Linked DNA regions of Mus musculus: region 2 is linked to region 1. Evidence: chromatin contacts called from public promoter capture Hi-C data. All regions are on one chromosome and are shown on one strand. The core of a region is the stretch at or near the end of the contact, and the rest is flanking DNA. Distances in the headings are between cores, read along the strand shown. Region 1 holds the start of Ptpn22 (protein tyrosine phosphatase, non-receptor type 22 (lymphoid)). Region 2 overlaps Phtf1 (putative homeodomain transcription factor 1).

Evidence for each region. Promoter capture Hi-C pulls out the DNA fragments that hold promoters and counts their contacts.
Region 2: a contact with region 1 is called in a promoter capture Hi-C map of 3T3-L1-derived adipocytes, with 2.3 times the contacts expected there. The contact joins the enhancer-like site here to the promoter of Ptpn22 in region 1. A contact is called at or near these places in 2 of 39 promoter capture datasets (3T3-L1-derived adipocytes and the C10 cell line), 7 of 484 Hi-C or Micro-C datasets (CD8 T cells, the HL-1 cell line, the P5424 cell line and 4 more) and 1 of 9 other capture datasets (liver).

The regions. Positions count from the first base shown.
Region 1 is chr3:103,857,925-103,863,844 of GRCm38.p6, reverse strand. Ptpn22 (protein tyrosine phosphatase, non-receptor type 22 (lymphoid)) reads right to left here and starts at 3,568. Exons shown (of 21, transcript NM_008979.2): 1 at 3,355-3,568. The coding sequence starts at 3,441.
Region 2 is chr3:103,998,855-104,004,774 of GRCm38.p6, reverse strand. It overlaps Phtf1 (putative homeodomain transcription factor 1), which reads right to left. Exons shown (of 19, transcript NM_013629.2): 15 at 5,418-5,504; 16 at 1,173-1,328; 17 at 293-388. Among named protein-coding and RNA genes, the nearest start is that of Phtf1os, 33 kb to the right of the region's middle. Within about 2 kb of position 2,259, at least 5 of the 459 cell types and tissues checked have an H3K27ac peak or open chromatin away from gene starts, as enhancers often do. A contact at or near this core is called in 3T3-L1-derived adipocytes, where this site is marked.

The sequences.
Region 1 (5,920 bases), core at 2,319-4,818:
ATAGAAGCCAACACTATCAGAACAGTTTGGGTTTTTTTTTTTTTCTGCATTGCTTTATTTATTATACTAAACAGGAGTTTTAAAATCTGTTTTTTGAACTATATGCAGACGAAATTGTGTCAAGTGTCTTGTGTCTTATTTGCAAAGCTAATCAATTTTGTTGCTTGTAGCTGGATCTCAGGTTTTTTTCTGACATACACGTTTTTAAAAATATAAAAAGAAGGAAGGGTCTGGAAAGATGGCTCAGTAGATGGCTCTCTTGCTGTGTTTGCTGAGGTCCCACTTGCTGTGTTTGCTGAGGTCCCAGAGTCAGTTCTCAGCATCCACCCAGTGGCTCACAACCCCCTGTAACACCAGTTCCCAGGGATCCAACTCCATCTTCTGGCTTCCACAGGCACTGGGCAGGCACTAAATGCATAATATATAAATGCCGGCAAAACAACACATATACACACACCAAATACAAATCTTTCTTTAAAGGAGCAGGGTGTGCTTGATGGTACACGCCTTTACTTCTGTTACATAGGAGGCAGACAGACTTCTGAGAGTCTGAGGCCACCCTGGTCTACATAGTGAATCCCAGTGCAGTGAGAGCTGCATAACGAAACAACAATAAAAACTTAACAACGACAAAGAAGTCAGGACTGAAATCTGAGTTAAGGAACCTTTTGGTTTTGTTTCTTGGTTTGTTTGTTTGTTTGTTTTGTGGGGGGAGTTGTTGCACAGAAAATCTACATTTAAGTATAAATGCTGTATCATACTAGCCACTAAGGCTGCTAGCAGTGCCTTTACGTCATAAAGTTCATTCTGAAATCTCACAAACATCAAGAACTTCAGGTGGACTGTGGGCAGAAGTCAAGTGGAAACCTTCCAGTTGGATGGCAGTATTTCCCTGGGCCAACAGCTCCTCTCCCAAAGCTATTTTTCTGGTGTCTCAGTTGAACCTTTAGGTGGGGCTGAGGGTGAAACTCTTGTTTTTCCACTGGAGGACGTGAGTCAGTGAACAGTGAGGTTCCACTTAATCACCACCCAAAAGAAGGTTCTTAAGTATAAGGAGCCAGAAGGGCAAGGAGATGATTAATATAAACCCAGGACAGTGATTTACCCGGGTGGGATGGGGTGGAGGAATGGGGTGGGGTGGGGTGGGGTGGGTGGGTGGAGAGGCCAGTTGTGGAAGGGACAGTAGGGAATCTCTCCAAGTTAGACAGTGCTATATTTTTTGATCTGTGCAGTAACCGCATTAGCACTGGTTCCTTTATAACTATATTCACATGTTTTGTGTAGTTTTTCTAAATATATATTTTAGTTCACAATTATAAGCAGCTAACAAAATACAAGCTATAAAAAAGTTCTTAAGCTGAGAAAAATATGACCAGATTTATGTAATTAAAAGAGCACTTTGGAGCCTGGCATGGTGGTGTACACCATTGTACACCTTTCATCTCAGCACTCAGGAAACAGAAGGTGGATCTCTGAGTTCAAGGCTAGTCTCGTCTATACAGTGAGTTCCAGCCCAGCTATGGCTACATAGTGAGTCCTTGTCTAAGAAAATTAAGGTGGGACAAGGCTAGAAACAGAGAAAGCAGTCAGGAGGTGGCAGCCAGTTTGGTAAGAGACTATAACGACCTCTACGAGTGGTTAAAATATTAGAGATATAGTCTGCTCTGTTTTGAAAAATACAACCCAAGTAAGACAAAGATGTCACTACCTCTCAGCTCACGTCCCCTCTATATCTTAATAAATTGCCTTAAGAATGTCTCAGTGATACAGTCAAAAGGCATGCTTGGATCTAAGTAGACACATAGGCAACTCTACCCTGTGCCTAAACTACCCTGAGAACTTGTGGCAGAAAGAAAATATTTAAGTGACACCATAAGCTGGCATAATATCTTAGCCTCAAAGTTGGGCCACTATATACTAGCCTGCTGTGCTATCTAATAGTGATATCTGTTCAGTGAAAACATCATGGATAGTTTTCTCTTCTAATATCTGGTGCCAGAACGCTAGTTCTGGAAGGCAAAGACATTTTGTTTACTATTGTATCTTAGTGTGAAGAAACAAAGTTGGTACATAGTAAGTGCTCCTAAATGATCCCTTTTCTGAGACACGGTCCCTCTCAGTCGCCTGGGCGAGCCTTGAACTCAAGATTTAACCCACCTCAGCCTTCCAAGTAACTGGGTCTCTGGGTGCCTCCAAAACACCTTGTTCTCATTTAATTATTATAATTAATGATATAATCATCACAATAATCCAAAATGAGATAGATAGGACATAAATTATTATCCTCATTTTTTTAACCTAGAAAACAAAGAGTTAGGGTGATTTGGGAACACGTTAAATATTTGATAATTTGAATGATGACCATGTCGATGTTCTTTATTTTTCTCAATTCAAAGCTGAAGGGCTAAGGCTTAACATTCTTACAGTTCTGAAATACCAATTAGAAGCTTTTAGAACACAGCAGGTTGGTGTGGTCGTACATGCCTTTGATCCCAGTGAGGCAGAGGCAGGAGGATCTTTTAAGTTCAAGGCCAAACCTGATCTACATAGTGAGCTCTAGGCCAGACAGAGCTACATACTGATACAAACAAACAAACAAACAAACAAACACTAAGCAAAAACCAAAAGCATGACAGGTGTGTCAAATACCATGTTATCTGATGTGCCTGACAGGGATGGAAAATGGGCCGCCCAGCTTTTGTTACACTGTTAACTATGGCTCCCTCTAAGTGGATTTGAGTTCTGGATAATCAAGTCCACCTGCTCCCAGGCTACCTTGCTCTCCATGTCTCTCACGTGTCTCTACTCCCCACTCTCCCTAGCCCACTTCTCCAGACAATATAAGTTAAAGAAGCCCAGCTATTGTTAAAAAGGAAAATGCCTATTCTAATAATCAACTTGTTTTCAAAGGGATAGGAGAAAAAGTGGCAAAATGAGAGTTTTTGGTGTTTTTCAAACCCCTGTTATCCCAATGATAGCCTATAGGGAAGCTAAAAATAACACGTAACATGAAAAGCTACTCTTATTAGTAATCTGAAGCATATGTCACAATGCAAATGCTTTCTGCAGATGTTCAGAAAGCATTAATATCCATACACCTGTCTATACCTTCTGTAGGACCATTAAGCTCAAAAGAACAAGCAAACCCAACATTAAAACCAGCCTACCTGGAGAAAACCCTGAGCACAGACACAACAAAGCCCAGAGAGGTTATGTTCTTAGGTCGCCTTCCTCCCTTCCACTCCAAACTCCATGGTCGTGTTATCCCTACAGCAATTGCGTCTAGGCAAACTGGGCCACCACAGACTGCTACACAGTTTATCTAAGAACTCTTCAGAGCATTCCAGAACTCACCAGAAATTCACTGGCAAACTCCTCACTGTTGAGTTTCTTTTTCTGGGCTTCTTTCAGTAGTTGCTGCAGAATTTCTCTTTGGTCCATGCCGCAGAGCAAGAGTCTGTGAGTAGGTTAAGGGAGGGCATGTCAAATATGTGTCATGGCCAAGGCAGCACCAAGAAGCCACTGCTGCTGCAGGAGCACAGCGTGCTGGAGGCTGTGGTTTACTGACTTCATCACAAGCCCTAGAGGAAATTAGTACAAAACTAGCTTCTGTGGTCACACAACAAAGCCATCATCTCCCTGCAGGGCCCTAGCGCCTTCCTTTCTCAACAAAGAAACTTGGCTACTGTTCAAATGTAACAAACAAGAGGCTAACCAGAACACAAACTGTGGTCTGCTTAGCTCAGAGACTGTTCCACGCTGTCAGTCTCAGACAGCACTCAGTTCTTCCATTCCCAGAAGAAAGGCAGAAAGTACAGCACTAACCTGTGAGTTCAGCTTTTCACATCCCAGTGAGCAGAAAGGCCTGGGTGACGCCCACCTATGCCCTGCTGCAGGAGAGGAGACAAACACTGGAGTTACCTATCTCCGACCCGGACCATTATCCCCAAAGTCTCCTATAGATATGATCATGGCAGACCTCTGCTCATCAAGCGGGCATTTTGTTTCAGAATTTGTCAAGCTTCCATTATAAACCTCACGTTTTTCTTTTAGAGGAAGCAAAGTCCACTGCTTCTGATGGTCCATCTCACCCGTGACTGGGGAAGTACTGGCCCTCATTAAGGGAAGTGTTGGTCTCTGTACTTCTTCAGACCTCCAGTAGCTTTGCAAACACTGAGAGTACAGCTCTACACAGGATGGGAAGCACCGGGGAGGCAGTTAGCACAATATCCCCAGAACGCACTGCTAGCAAACAGCGAAAGGACAAAACGGAACTAAAGCTAAAATATTGCTTGCTGAGAACCATACAGATTCTATCTAGGTCAGCCTGTCTGGAGAGAATTGAGGAGAGGTGGTGCAGTCCCAGCTCCTCAGGACTGTCCCCAGCTGCAAGATCACTTGAGTCTCAGAGTTTGAGACACCTGAGAAACAAAGTGAGCGCTCTCTCTCTCTCTCTCTCTCTCTCTCTCAGAAGGGGAGGGAGGAAGAATGAAAGAGGCTGAAGAATTCATGAAGACATGTTGACATTTTGATCCTACAGAGCCTATCTCAGAAAAGATCGCGTTTCAGGGAGCCGTCCACATCTGTGGTATCAGTGCCTTAACAAGGCAGGTTATTCCAGAGAATGCTTCCACATCTCCGTTTGCATAAATCCTCTCTTCGATGGGCACAAATCCACTCAAGATCTAATTCAGTGTGAAAACCCTTGCAAATGAGGAAGTTCAGTAAACAGAATGTTACAAAATTAGTTTCAAGTTAAAAAAAAAAACTGGGAAAGGTGTAGTTTGGACTTCCTCTATTAAGATATTAGCAACCCTTTCTGGTTTTACACTATTCAAACTCCCTTCAGAAAATCATGATTTTGAACACAAAACACGCTGCACCCTCTTCATTGAACCCTTGGCAGGCAATTTGAAGTTAGTATTTCACATAAAGAATTTCAAATGTAGTTCACACAAATTAAAATGAACCATAATTCTTCAGCAATATTTCCTGAGACTAAAACAAATCTCTGAGATTATCCTTGTCTAGCAACAACAGGAAATTTCTTGCTACTCTAAATGATGCAATATTTGACTATTTTAAAACATACAAAATATGGGGAAGCTTTATTTTTAAAAAGAATACAACATTCTTCAGGGTATAATGGAATATACTTGTAACACTAGCACTGAGGAGGCTCAGATAGGAGAATGGTTACAAAGTGCAGGCCTATCTGAACTATATATAGCAAGACACTGTCTCAAAAGTTAAATACTTTAAAAATCCTAAGTTAACTATAAATAAAATTATATGAAAATATGAAATTTAAGCCAGACTCAGAAAGGCAAGTATTACATGTTTTTTCCCCTTAAACAGAGAATCTAGATTTAAGTGTGTGTGTGTGTGTGTGTGTGTGTGTGTGTGTGTGTGTGTGTGTGTGTAGGCCATAAAAATAGAAAGAGGAACATTATTATCATACATTAGTCACACATAATGGATTACATGACATTTTCATATTGTAGTTAATGCATTCCGATTACACTACGCATTCAGTCTTACCCTCTCTTCTCTTCACACCTAACCCCTCTCCTCTTGCCAACCATCTCCTGCCTCCCACTTTCATGTCTTTTTTAGTTTTCAATCCCAGTGAGCTTCATTAGGGTAGTTTAGGGGAGCATGCATAGCTTACCAGAGTCTCACACTGAAGATGACTTCTCTCCCTTCCCTGCCAACCATTACCGGCATAGAGATCTTCAGGCTGGGGTGGGACTCCATGAATCCCTTACCCTCCGCGACAGAGTGTTGAGTTGACACAAACTCAAGTTTGTGTGGATCCTCTACGAGTGGCACAGCTTCCATGAGCTCAAGAGTGTAACACCCAAGTCCCACTTAGAGATTAGCATTCCCCACCTCTTCAACCGCCTTCGCCTGCCTTTAC
Region 2 (5,920 bases), core at 1,010-3,509, 140 kb before region 1:
CTAGCACTCAGACAGAACCCTGTCCACAGGCCAACAGCCGTCTGCTTTTCCATGGTCAAACCCTAGCCCTCAGGGTGTCCCTCAGGAATAAGCCAGGGATCGTCCAGCCTCCCCCAGAAGAAACAAGTTCTCTCGTTCTGACTAGGCATCCCAGCATGGAAATGGAAGCCACTCTCCCTAAGTTCCTTCTAGAAGCTTCTGACAGCTCTGGTCTGTCCAGCCATGACTCCATCTGCCCTTTGCTTTTCTAAGAACTCATACTATAGAGCGTGTGCAGGGGAGGCCCGCTTACCTTTAACAGCTTTGTGGACAGCTTCAATACATTATTCACTAGCGTGAGCTGTTCTTTCTTATTTGGCTTTTTTTCCATTTTAAGATATAAATTAATCTAAGAGAAAGAAAAAAGAATAAGGTAAATTTTACAGAAAAAAATACACATTGCATAAAACCTGGCAGATTTTGAGGATCATTGTTTCAAGTAAATTATGTCCAGGATCTACGGCCTCGGCATCTAGGATGCATGGCGTCTTCCCCATCGTTTACCTCTGTGGTAAAGAAAAGCTACTTAGAGAAAACAAAACAACATCTGATAAAACAATTTATCAAAATAATAAAAAATTCTAGTTGTAACATAATCAGCATACAAATTCCTTGAATTCAAACATTATGTCTCACTCTTACCAATCTCCCCCAAGTAATATAGTATCTTCAAGAAGCATTTATGGATAGAGAAAAAGAGATAGCTGTTTTAACTTAGTAACTCCTTATTTTTCCCCTATAGGAACAATTATCCACTATGACTCTAAGGCCAAAAAATAATAAAAAACAACAAATTATCTCAAGTGTGTTTACTTAATGTTTATGGAAAACTTGAACTTAAAATCAAAATTAACAGAAAATGCATTATTATCACTCCACATCCATAAGAAACACCTGTCAATCTTAGTATGTATTTACATGTTCCCTTATTAACAACAACAACAAAAATCCCTCTATAGTATAGCAAAGTACTCTCAACCCATTAGCTCATTCTCCCAGCCCTAGGCAGAAGACAGAGGTGTTACACTCATTTTAGATGCAGGAGAAAGATAATTACAGAGTGGCAAAAGATGTAAGGTCACAGTTAAGAACTCGGCCCAGTCCTCTAGCACACTGCTGGGACCTATCAGTACCTGTTCAGTGAGCAGGATGGAAACATTGCTGTACTTCTTGTTGGTTTCTGACCCCAGTGAGGCCAGGCGAAGCAAAAACAGCAGCAATGCTGTTTCCCAGATCAAGAACTCCCAGTTGTAAGCATCATTCAGGAATGTCTTGTGACCTTGAAGAACCTACCAAAGGACCAGAAAAAGTTCAATAGTTGTCTTTTTTTTGAAATTAATCATTTTATTCACTTACATTTCAAATTATAACCCCCTTCTCAGTTACCCCTCCACCACTCCCCGTCCCATCCTCCCTCTCCCTCCTCCCCTTTGCCTCTATGAAGGTGCTCCTCCACCCACTCTCAATGGTTATCTTAATATCACTGAATTATTCCTGTGTTAATTTTAAAACATTACTAGCAATCTACAGTTTCCTCAAAGGACAAGAGCTGAATGTTCATAAGGTACCTCCAAGTTTCCTATATTGGTTCTTGTACATGAAAGACTGCAGGGGTCTCCAAGGGACAAGGTAGGAAACAAGGAATTCCAGCTCCCTGAGTCACTGGTGGTTACAGGCACAAGGTGACCACTGCTGCTCCAACTTCACCCGTCTAAGGCCCTCAAGCCAGTCTGAGTAGAGCCCTGAAGGCCTGGTGGCTCTATTCCATTTTAGGATTCAAATAACAGCATGGGAGCGTGGCTGCACTGAGGGCCTACTGTGTGTCTTAAGGTTTTACTTTAAAACTTACTGACTTAAAAGTAAAGAACTTCACTCAAGAAAGCCCAAGAAAGTTAGGTATTTCTTGAGAAAGTCTGTAAAGAGCTCTTGAGGAAGCCAAGTGCCAACCTTGTAATATGCAGGAAGTCGCTGAGACCCTTCCTTCCCTTCCCCCATGACTACCTCTATGGCTTCACAGGACCCTGTGAGCTTCAACTCCCACCAGCCTTGGTTTGAAATGATACCCTTGGCTGCAAGGACCCTTCTTCTCCAAAACCTGTCACTAATATCTCAGCTTCTTAGCCCTGGGTTCTGAAAGAGCAAAGCTCTTTAGCTCAGTCTGGGTAGGGGTCACCGTGGTCAAGTAGCTATAACCAGGATGAGGAAAGCCCCAGCTGGCAGCAGCTAGTGAACCTTTCAGAAAGGCAGTCCTTACACAATTCCACAAATTACAGCAGTATCACAGCCTACAAAACAAAACCCCTCTGACTCTTAAGCCAGAGAAAAAGGTTATTTTTTATAAAGCAACAGTGAGACTAACAACAACTTCACAAGATAAAATATGGAAATACAGAAACAGCAGAGCTAGGTGTGGCAGCATAAGCCTAGAATCAGAGGCAGGTGGGTCTCGGTGAGTTCAAGACCAGCCTTAACCTGCAGAGAGAGTTTCAAACCAGCAACGACTAAATAATGAGATCATGTCTCAAAGAAAAAAAAGAAATGGATAACAGAATCCCAGACGTACTGAAGAGAAAACACTTTAGGGAGAGGGAACTTATAGAGCCCACCTCCAGCAAGGAGACAGGACATCAAGTGAGGGATGGGGTTGCCATCCCAGTCACAACTTTACCCATAACTGTTCCTGTCTGAAAGAATTACAGGAATGGAAATGGAGAGGAGCCTGAGGAAAAAAAGGTCCAGCAATAGGCCCAAAGTGGGATCCAGCTCAATGGGAGGTCCCAAGGCCTGACACTATTACTGAGGCTATGGAGAGTTCACAAAATCTATCATGACTGCCCTCCGAAAGACCCAACAAGCCGCTGAAAGAGTCAGATGCAGACATTTGCACCCAACCAATGGACAGAAGCAGCTGACCTGTTGTTGAACTAGGGAAGGCTGAAAGAAGCTGAGGAGAAAGGCAGTCCTATACAAGGACCAGCAGACTCAATTAATCTGGGCCCCCAAGATCTCTCAGTCACTGGACCACCAAACAGCATATAGCACCTGATATGAGGTCCCAACACACATACAGTAGAGGACTGCCGAGGCTGTGTTCATTCAGAGATGATGCACCTAACCCTCAAGAGACTTGAAGCCCCAGGGAGTTTAAAGGACAGGTGGGATGGGAATGGGGGCATCCACATGGAGACAGGGGGGTGGGGAGAAGGTAGGGGATGTGGAACAATCAGAGGGTGGATGCAGGGGAGGATAAAATATGGAAAAATTAATTAAAAAATAAAATTGAAAAAAAAAGAAAAGAAAAGAGAACACAACTAGTGGGCAACCTAGGGTTGGTTCTATTCCCACCAAACAATATTCTTCAAAAAATAACTGAGCTGGTAGTGGGACACCCATCTATAACCCCAGCACTCGGGGAGTGAGGCAGGAGGATCAGAAGTGATGATCATCCCTGTCTACACAGTGAACTGGAAGGCATCCAGGACTACATGAGACCCTGGCTAAAAATCTAAAAGAAAAAAGACATTTCAAATGAGCAAAATGGGAAAGAAGTCATCCACAGCAGAGCAGCACGAACTGAATAGGAAAAGAGGTGACCAGGGAGGGTCAGATGCAGAGCAACGGATGTATCGGAGAAGTAGCCAGCTACATAATGTAATGACTACACCTTGGATCTTAAATTTAAATGTATAAATTGTAATACACAAAGGAACAGGTAAATGAAATAAAGTATACTAAATCTTATAGTGGTTGAGAACACTGGGTGCGCTTTTAGAGGACGGGGTTCAATTCATAGCACCACCGAGCATCTCACCACTGTCTATAATTCCAATTCCAAGAGATCCAATGCCCTCCCTCTCTGGGACTCCAGAAGTGATATACAAACACTCATATACATAAAGTAAATCTTTTTAAAAAAAAAAAAAACATGTCATTACCAAGGAAGCTAAGAATTAGACTATACTAAACCAACCATTTCATTAGACTTCACACTTAGCTCATTTCTGAGGTCATCACTCAGACAATATTGACAAATGTATAAGTAAACAGAAGACTAAATGGAATATTAGGAAAAAGATGAGAGACAGAAAAGAAAAACAGGTGAGCCAAACAGGAAGCTACAGCATTTGTAGTAATAGTAATTATTGTGCATTTAAATAAGTAAGGCAGTCCAAAACTAAGACTATGAGGTTGGATAAAAACCAGGTAACCCAGGGCTGGCAAGGTAGCTTACCTGCTACTAGGCCTGGGGACCCACACATCCCCGGCTATACACATCACACTACATGTAGTTAAGGATGGCCTCTCTGAACTCCTGATCCTTCTGCCTTCCTCTTTCAACTGCTGGGGTTATAGACATCTGCCACCATTTGGGGCTATCCCAGGTTACATCATGAGATTGTGTCTCAAGCAAACAAGCAAACAAAAATACTTTAAGTATTTTTAAGTTGACAACAAACAACTTCACAATCGTGATGGATTTAAGTATACTTCCATCAAGAGCAAAAAGCAACCCAAACTGGTCATGTGACTTGTGCAATACAATTACAACACCAGAGAACATTGGTCTCAGCAATAGCAGACACAATCCAAAGTGCTAATGGTTAATTTAATAAAACCGGTGAGCAATGCCAGGGACTAAAGGAAGCTTCTACCCATTTCAAAGGACTGAAAACAGTCAAGTCTGTACTCTGACCACTACAGTTAACACTCAAATGGGAAGATGTGCACTGAGCATGTAACTTCCTTTTTGTTGTTATTTTTTTTTCGAGACAGGGTTTCTCTGTGCAGCCCTGGCTGTCCTGGAACTCACTTTATAGACCAGGCTGGTGTCAAACTTGCCTCTGCCTCCAAAGTGCTGAGATTAAAGGTATGTGCCACCATGTCCAGCAAATCTTAACTTCTTACAATAAGAATAAAAATGATTTTAAAAGAAGATAAAGGAGGATATCGATAGGACGCAGCCCTCAAAGGGGTCCACACCAGTCAAACATGGAACAATTTAGACCTCAAAACAAGCAGATAGCAGATTGTACTCCACCAGGCAAACAGATGAATAGTAATGAATAAGAAAGTTCTCCCCAAGTATCGAGCTAACAGCGCTGAAGAAAGCATGTGTCGAATCCCCACTTACGACTATCAGACTGTGACAGCTTTCAGTCAAAAACTGCCATCTTAACTAATTTTGAAAATCTAGGAATTGTCAAGGACATCAACATTCTCACTTCAAAAAGATAATATGTATATAGCAGGTATCCAAAATAGTAAAAGGAATGGAGACACATTTAAAATACACGAGTGAGCGCACCGCAACCTGTTATAAAGCCAAGTGGGCACTGCCTAGAATTCTCCCTTCCATTAAAAGAGATGTGAAACTTTACCTGTGCACAACAAATGAAAGCAATTGAAAGTGTCAGTAAGAAGACGGAGGACACAACCACGTCCACTGAGCGCTGTGGACCCCGCCTCTGCGGAGGAAGACATATGTTAATGTTTTAGGATATGGTCAGATAGCAACTTTATACTATTAGCTCTGAGTTGCAGTACATTCATGTGAAAATAAACTTGTGTGAGATATCTCTGACGCAGCATTTTAACATATTTTAGGTATCAATCTGAAAAACTAAGAGCCATAATTTTCAAATTAAGAGGTTGATTCATTAACATATTTTCAGCTAGGATCTTTCCCAGTCAGAAAAGCATTCAATCCAAAGGTTTCTGTCCTAGGCAACAGCTTCCCCCCTCCCTTTACACATGAGCCACTACTATCTTTTCTGTACACCATGTCCTGCATGGCATTCAACAAGTCTGCTCAGACGCTGAATCATTTCCCAGTGACCACAGGTCCCGCCACTCTGCAACTCTAGCCAGAATCATCAACACG